2 separate regions of the Mus musculus genome follow, and region 2 is linked to region 1. Evidence: chromatin contacts called from public HiChIP or PLAC-seq data. All regions are on one chromosome and are shown on one strand. The core of a region is the stretch at or near the end of the contact, and the rest is flanking DNA. Distances in the headings are between cores, read along the strand shown. Region 1 overlaps Cltc (clathrin, heavy polypeptide (Hc)). Region 2 overlaps Gm33742 (a long non-coding RNA gene).

Region 1 (4,065 bases), core at 726-3,225:
ACCCAGGTAATGTCATCTTAAAACTCTTCTTCATGGAGTTGGAAGTGTTGGGGAGTCTGAGTTTCACACACTTTTCAGGAGAATAATTTAAACTTTCAGCTGACAGAAATTGTATTCATGTGTCCCTGCATGGATAAACCCTGAATATCTTACCACAACATATTGCAAAAGAATAGGCAGTAAGATACCAATTCTAAATATTGCTTCAGGCAGAGGTGCACCCGTGGCATGTACGGAGGTCAGAGGACCATGTGTGAGAGCACTTTTGCAGCCTGGTTGCATTCAGGTAGTCAGCCTGCATACAAGTGTTTCTGCTGAGCTAGTCACTTAATTCTTGTCACAGAAAAACTGTTTTTTTTTTTTTTAAGCTAAATAGTAATAGTAAATAATATTTACTGTTTTAAAATAGAACAAATACCAGTTTGATTAGGGACAGATATGTGAAAATGAAATTACTTTATCTTGGTCAAAAAGACAAGAAGTAATATATATGAGTGGTGTGCTCCCCTGGTTGGGGAGAAGAACAAAGAGAATGTGTAAGCCAATTTTTCATATTGTATATCCTTGGGGTTTTTTTTTTTTTAAACTGTAACTTAGAGAACTGAGTTTTCAATAACTTTTTAGTTTGTTTTGATAGAGTCTCATTATATAGCTCTCTAATCTTGGAATTCATATGTAGACCAAGCTGGTCTAAAACTTCCTAGTGCTGCTCTCTGAATACTAGCCTTTATAGGGGTGAGCTGGCATACCCATATACCTGGCTTCTCTGGCAATTTAAATATGAGGAAAGGTTGTATAAATACTATTCTTTAAGTCTGGTATTCAGGGTCTAGATCGATGGGGCTCAGCAATTTAGAGCCCTTGTTGCTATTACAGAGGACCCTGGCTTGATTCCAAGCACCCACGTGGTGGCTCACAAACATCCTTAATTCTAAGTCCACTGGATGTGCTACCGTTCTCTTCATGTGAAATACATGCATGCAAAAACTCAAAAGTACATGTGATATACTTATAAAATAAGTAAATATCAAAAAACAACTGGTAAAACTCATACATGTTCTTTGCATTTTAACATGACTTGCATACGTGCACATTGTTACTTGTTCATATTTCCCCTACACTGAATTGCCCTTTTGGTCTTACAGCTCTTCCCCTTCAGTACTGTCTTATATCTGATTTTTCTCTTTTAATAGATTGTGGATGTCTTTATGGAATACAATCTAATCCAACAATGTACTGCCTTCTTACTTGATGCTTTGAAGAATAATCGTCCCTCTGAAGGTCCTTTGCAGACGCGATTGCTTGAGATGAACCTTATGCACGCACCTCAAGTATGTGTTGTTGTATTCATTAGGATTTCTATTTCTGTGATAAACACCATGACCAAAGTAACTTGGGGAGGAAAGGGTTTATTTTACCTTAAAACTCTTTTGACTCTGTCACTGAGGGAAGTCAGGGCAGAAACCTGGAGGCAGAAACTGAAACAGAGGCCATGCAGGAGCACTGCTTATTATGTTGCTCAGTCTTTTCTTATAACCCAGGACTACCCGTCCAAGGACGGTGTTTTTCCTGGTGGGCTTTCCCCACTCCCCATCATTAGTCAAGAAAAGACCCCACAGGCTTGCCTGTAAGTAGTCTGTTAGAGCCATTTTCAAATTTGAGGTTCCCACTTCCAAGATGTTCCCACTTTCAAGTTGACAAAAAATGTGTCCAGCAGAGTTGTCATGCTTTTTAATCTTGCTTCCGATCCTGTTCTGGTCCATTGTGCCAATGTTTACAAGTTGTCACTCAGAGTTTTGAGATGCTTATTTCCTAAGAAAATTTAGCTAGTATTCTTTGTACTTCATACTTTCATGTTATTTATTCACTATTCAGTCTCAGTGTATTTTCTGGGTGTTGGTGTATGCTGAAGTAAAGGAGAAGGAAACACGGCCTTGTCCTGTCTGTGGTTTTCTAGGTTGCAGATGCCATTCTCGGGAATCAGATGTTCACCCACTATGACCGGGCTCATATCGCCCAGCTGTGTGAGAAGGCGGGCCTGCTGCAGCGTGCATTAGAACACTTCACCGATTTATATGACATAAAACGTGCAGTTGTTCATACCCATCTTCTTAACCCTGAGGTATTTGTTTCTTACCTGTTAGTTGTGATTAGTCAGTGTGTTTATTGTTTATACTGGGTGATAGTAATTATTAATTTTTTTTTTCCCTCTAGTGGTTAGTGAATTACTTTGGGTCCTTATCAGTTGAAGATTCCCTAGAATGCCTCAGAGCCATGCTGTCAGCTAATATTCGTCAAAATCTACAGATCTGTGTTCAGGTGGCTTCTAAATATCACGAACAGCTGTCAACTCAGTCTCTGATTGAGCTCTTTGAATCATTCAAGAGTTTTGAAGGTAATTAGGAATGTCAGAATTGATATAAGAGAGACACTTATAATTAATCAGGCAGTTCGAAATTATCTTCTGAAAAACACTTTTATGGGACATGTCTTCTCTAGGACCCCTCATGTCATGGGATCCTTGAGGTATACAGTGTAGAAGAACACCTGCTTGGGTATTTTATGAACTAAAGGCAGAAATTTGGGTTAAGAAATTTATTGTCTTGTGTTAGCTGCATAATATTAAAATACTGACGACTAATTACAGTAATATTAAAAGCACCGCTCTGACTCTTGCAATAGTGAACATTTCTCCTAAGGGGGTTTTGTGCTTCATTAGCCCAGCTATTTAAAATTCAATTAAATAATTAAAATATAATTGAAAGTTTCTAGAGTTAGTCTAGCTACGCTTGAGGTGAGCCATGGGAGGTTAGTGTCTAAGGCAGATGATATAGGTCATCACTCCAGAAAGTTCTTATGGACAGCTCTACACTAAATTTTTGAAAGTTTTATGCAAAGCTATCTGGTATGTGATACTTGATTTAAAGTGTCTCATGAAATGTGGTATAAACATTTGCTTTGCTATTGAGGCGCTGTCCTTTACTATTTGAAAACTTCCGAGCCAGGCAGAGTGGCCACTCAGAAAAATGAGACAGGTTTATGATAGATTCAAGGACAGCCTGAACTATACGACAAATCCTCTCAAAAACACTAAAACACAGAAAGATACTTTTAAACAGAATTTCCTGTTGTGTAGGGACTGAAATTTATACCTGATTTGTTCAAGTGGCTTCTGGATTAATGTGTATTCTTACTGAACTTTTAAAACAGCCAACTTACTAGGAACCTTTTCTGTAATCATGACTTGTAATTGCTTAATTTTTAGTTCTTTCATTCTCAAAAGTATAGCCAGGCTTGATGGTACATGCTTTTAATCTCAGCACTTTGGAGTCAGAGACAGGAGGATCTCTGATTTTGTGACCAGTCTGTCTGGCTTATACAGCAAAATCAGGACAGCCAGGACTCCATGAAGAGACCAGGGCTTCACAGTGAGACCTTGTCTTAGAGCAAGCAAGCAAGCAAGCAAACAAACAAAACCTGCCTATGTTCCTTAATCTCAGTTACTTTTGTTTCTTTAAGGTCTCTTTTATTTTCTGGGGTCCATTGTTAACTTTAGTCAGGACCCAGATGTGCACTTTAAATATATTCAGGCGGCTTGCAAGACTGGGCAAATCAAAGAAGTGGAAAGAATCTGCAGAGAAAGCAACTGCTATGATCCCGAGCGAGTCAAGAATTTTCTCAAGGTAAGTGGCTTTAAGTTACGTGCTTCTGATTGACTTAAGCAGTTCTACAAGGGTTGAGTCGGGCTTGAGAATATTTTTCTTACATTTGAAAATCTTAGCATTCTCAAATTCTGTGCTGGGTTATTTTTTCTAAACTTAATACTCTGTGGTTTCTCAAGAAATAAGGAAGGAAATTAGTAAGTAGTACCTAAGAACGACCATCTGTTTAAAAAGAAGGAAAAACAGTTTCATTTTCAAAGAACTTCCTTTTTTTAAAAAAAAAAAAATCAAAAGACACATTTCTTTTTTCTCTTTTCTCTTTTTTCTTTTGTTACAGGGTCTCACTCTGTAGCCCTGGCTGTTCTAGAATTCAGTATATAGACCAGGCTGGAGATCTGCCTGC
Region 2 (3,805 bases), core at 811-3,310, 110 kb before region 1:
CTTCAGTGGCCAGTGACCCTGCCTCAAAGAATATAGTGGCAGCTAAGGAGGCAAAGGCAGGTGGATCTCTGAGAGTGTGAGGCCAGCCTGGCTTACATAGTGAATTCAAGGCTATCCAAGGCTACACAGTGAATTCCTGTCTCAAAAACAAAACAAAATAACAAAAACAACCAAACAACCCTGAAACGTAACTGTAACAAAGTGGCCAGGTCTGGAGAGATGACTCAGTGGGTAAGAGTTCTTGCTGCTCTTCCAGAGAACCGAGGTTTAATTCCCAAATGGCAGCTCACAACTATACCTAACTCCAGTTTCAGGGGGTCTGACTCCCCATTCTGGCCTTCAGGTGCACTGCACACACATGGTGCATAGATACTGAGACACATACAATAAAAGTAAATAAAATCTTTAAACAAATAAGGTGATGGAATTCAAGCTGTTGGTAGAGTGCTTGCCTAGTTTACATCAAGCTGCAGGCCCTATCCCAAGTATTCCTTGAAAAATGGTGGGGTGGTGTAGCTCTATCACCCCAGTTCTCAGGAAGGACAAGCAGGATCAGAAAGTCAAGGCCATTCTGAGCCACACTGTGAGTTCCAGGCCAGTATGAGCTACGTGAGATTCTGTGTAATAGAATTCTGTGCAAATAAACAACAACAACAAAATAACAAAGCATGAGAGACTGGAAAAACATGACATATCAACCATTGGCTTTCACAGGCATGTGTGCTCACCTACACACACGGACACACACAAATAAAGAAAAGAGAAAAAAAATGGCCCTGATACCCTGTAGTTGGCAGCCCACAGCTGGTCTCAGAGCGTTCCCTTACCAAAGATAAACAGTTTTCACAGAGTAACAACAATCCTCAGGCGAGGTCACTTGGTTGTCTTGGGGAAACAAGGCAATAAGGAAAATCAGCATGGACACAGAAAAGGACATTCAACAACCACAAAAACATCCTTACGGTTCTAGCTACGTGGACAAGAACCTAGCCTTTTATCGTGTTAATGGGATGAGGTTGCCAGCTGTTGTCTCCATCCTAGTTCTCTCTGCTGCCTCCCTACCTTCCTCAAACACCTTCTCATGCAAACTAATCCCTGTGTAATGACTGAGGTTTCAGCTTAGGTCATTGACCACGTGAATGGACGACTTTTGTTTGGTTGGTTTGATTTTCAAGATAGGGTTTCTCTGTGTAGCCCTGGCTGTCCTGGAACTTTTACGGTAAACCAGGCTGGCCTTAGACTCAGAGCCTTAGACACCACCCCTGCCAGCAGCTTTATAAGACTGCTTTTTATAATGCAAAGAGTCACATCTTATAAACAACAATGCTTGAGAATATAACCTTTTCTTCACCCTTCCCTTAGAAAGAAAACCCAAGGGCTGGGGCTGGGGGTCAATTAGTAAAATGCTTGCCTAGCATGCATGAAGCCCTGGGCTCCATCCCTAGCATAGCAGAAAGGTTGTAACAAGCAAGGCATGACTACATGCCCAGCACTTTGGGGGATAAAGTCAGGGGGGTCAGAAGGGTCAAGGCCATCCTCATGCTTGACTGGTTACGATGCTAGCCTAGGGTATGTGAAAACATACCTCCAAAAACTGTGTGTGCGTCACCTTTAAACATCCTCTTTAACCTTTTCCTCCAGTTGCACTTTAAAATTACCTACCGTGCCTCTCCTTTTTCCTTCCTTCCCCCTTCCTCCATTGGTTCCCCCTCATTTACTCTCCAAATGCCCTTCTCTTTGCTCCTGCACACTTTTTTTTTTTTTTTTCCGAGATAGGGTTTCTCTGTGTAGCCCTGGTTGTCCTGGAACTCACTTTGTAGACCAGGCTGGCCTCAAACTCAGAAATCTGCCTGCCTCTACCTTCCAAGTGCTGGGATTAAAGGCATGCACCACCACCACCTGGCTTCTGTACACCTGTACACTTTCTTACTATTCTATTCACCCCTGCCACCCCACCCTCGTGAGCGTGAGCCTAAGAGCAGAGTGTAAAGTGTTGTATAGAGCCCTAAGCCCGTAGTGGGTTCTAGCTTCTGGCAGCCACGGCAGAGCACAGCGCCATCTGCTTAGCTTGGCAGAAATCACTTGAGCGTATCTCCTTCCACTGCCCCTGAGAGAGGCCACAGAACAGCACCTAGGGTTGTTGGAGCTCCGCAGCCTGGTCAGTGGTTTCATCCAGACCCCTGACAGAGGAAACAGCCCTGAAAACAGACCCCTCCCCTTTGTAATGTGGGCACTTCACCTCAACTGGCACTGTCCTTGCCTACAATAATAGCAAGTTTGGGCCCAGCCTGGGATACATGAGGCTCTGTCTAAAACAACAACAAAACAAATTAACATGGTAAAATTAAATTCTAATTTTATTACACTTATTTATGTATATTCAAGTGTGTATGTGTTTGTGCGCTCACGTGTGTGCGTGTGCAAGGGAGCCATGTACATGGAGGTCAGACAGTTTTCCAGAGTCAGTTCTCTCCTCCTACCAAGTGAGTTGTAGTGATCAAACTCAGGCTATCAGGCTTGGTGGCAAAGCACTTTTACCTGCTGAGCCATCTCACTGCTTGTAAAATTCTTTTAAATTACATTGGTGGCTCAAGCCCACAATCTCAAATGTTGAACTCAAAGCCTAAGGCAAGAAGAATTCGAAACGAGTTGGAATTCAGTCTGAGTTACACAGCGAGCCTCTGTTTCAAAACAAACAAACAAACAAACAAACAAAAATAAAACACAGAGAGATTATACTTATTCCTATTTTATACATGTACACATTGAGCCACAGAATAGCTCAGTGGTAGAGTACTTGCCTAGCACAGACAAGGTCCAGAGTTCAAGCCCAAGCCCTGAAAATAACCCTCCCCCAAACCCAGAGCCTTGCTCACTCACATGGTATGAAGCTTTAATTTAGTGGACACAATATCCTGAGATAGCTATCAGGGACCCCTGTGTCTTCTCTGACCTAAGTTGGGCAAAGTCAATTTAATTAAACATTCACTCATAGTAACTCATTTCCAGAGCCAAGGGGCAAACAGTAGATGTTGGGAATCTAAGAATCTCGGGGGGGGGGGCTTGGGAGGGTGGGGGGTGTCCTTCCCGTGAATTCTGTATGGTCATCACATTCTTCTAGCAACTTCTTCTCCGTGTGAGTTGCCAGATATATATGAATGAGACTTAACAGATCTCTAGCTTGGAATATCTCTCTGTTCTGCATTCAGTGATTCCGAGATGGCGGGAACTGCCCTGAAGCCCAGTTGAGCCGTTTTGGCATTACTAGTTCTTATATGTCCAGCTGTGATGCACCTAGCAGCTTCCTCAGAGGCCTCTTGTGAGGACTGAGAGAAATGGGTAGCGTCTGTGGAAGTGTCAGACTTGTAGACTGTGAACCCAATGAAGCTCAGCCCTTCCTGTGTTCATCACCAGGATTTCTAGTCAGTTAGAGGTGTTCTAATCATGAAGGGACTGTATACCAACCTCGCTTCGGAGTCAGGCTTTTCTCCATGTAGCCCTCAGTGGTGTTTAGTTTGCAATACTCTGCCTTAATCTCCTAAACTCAGGAATTACAGGCATGCAAACCACACCTGGCTCTTAGAGAGACAATAAAAAATTATTATACGCGCACACACGTGTGTGTGTGTGTGTGTGTGTGTGTGTGTACACATGCCATAGCACTTTTGTGGATGTCGGAGGACAACTTGCAGAAGTCAGTTCTCTCCTTTTGCTCACGATACAGCTGGTCCCTGGAATTGAACTCAGGTCATCAGAATTGGTAGCAAGCCCCATATTGGATAAGCCATTTTGTTGGCTTTACAGC

Evidence for each region. HiChIP or PLAC-seq counts read pairs in DNA pulled down with a chosen protein or histone mark.
Region 2: an H3K4me3 HiChIP or PLAC-seq map of the 230-238 cell line shows a contact between it and region 1, with 3 times the contacts expected there. The contact joins two enhancer-like sites. A contact is called at or near these places in 2 of 15 datasets of contacts at CTCF or cohesin (large pre-B cells and pro-B cells), 8 of 484 Hi-C or Micro-C datasets (CD4 T cells, the P5424 cell line, Th2 cells and 5 more), 7 of 115 datasets of contacts at active chromatin or transcription factors (the 230-238 cell line, bone marrow-derived macrophages, effector CD8 T cells and 3 more) and 2 of 9 other capture datasets (adipose tissue and liver).

The regions. Positions count from the first base shown.
Region 1 is chr11:86,717,516-86,721,580 of GRCm38.p6, reverse strand. Cltc (clathrin, heavy polypeptide (Hc)) reads left to right here. Exons shown (of 32, transcript NM_001003908.2): 10 at 1-6; 11 at 1,194-1,331; 12 at 1,958-2,122; 13 at 2,215-2,395; 14 at 3,520-3,683. Among named protein-coding and RNA genes, the nearest start is that of Ptrh2, 35 kb to the right of the region's middle. Within about 2 kb of position 1,975, at least 38 of the 459 cell types and tissues checked have an H3K27ac peak or open chromatin away from gene starts, as enhancers often do. A contact at or near this core is called in the 230-238 cell line and pro-B cells, where this site is marked.
Region 2 is chr11:86,832,501-86,836,305 of GRCm38.p6, reverse strand. All of the region lies in intron 4 of Gm33742 (a long non-coding RNA gene), which reads left to right. Among named protein-coding and RNA genes, the nearest start is that of Gm51288, 18 kb to the left of the region's middle. Within about 2 kb of position 2,060, at least 34 of the 459 cell types and tissues checked have an H3K27ac peak or open chromatin away from gene starts, as enhancers often do. A contact at or near this core is called in the 230-238 cell line and pro-B cells, where this site is marked.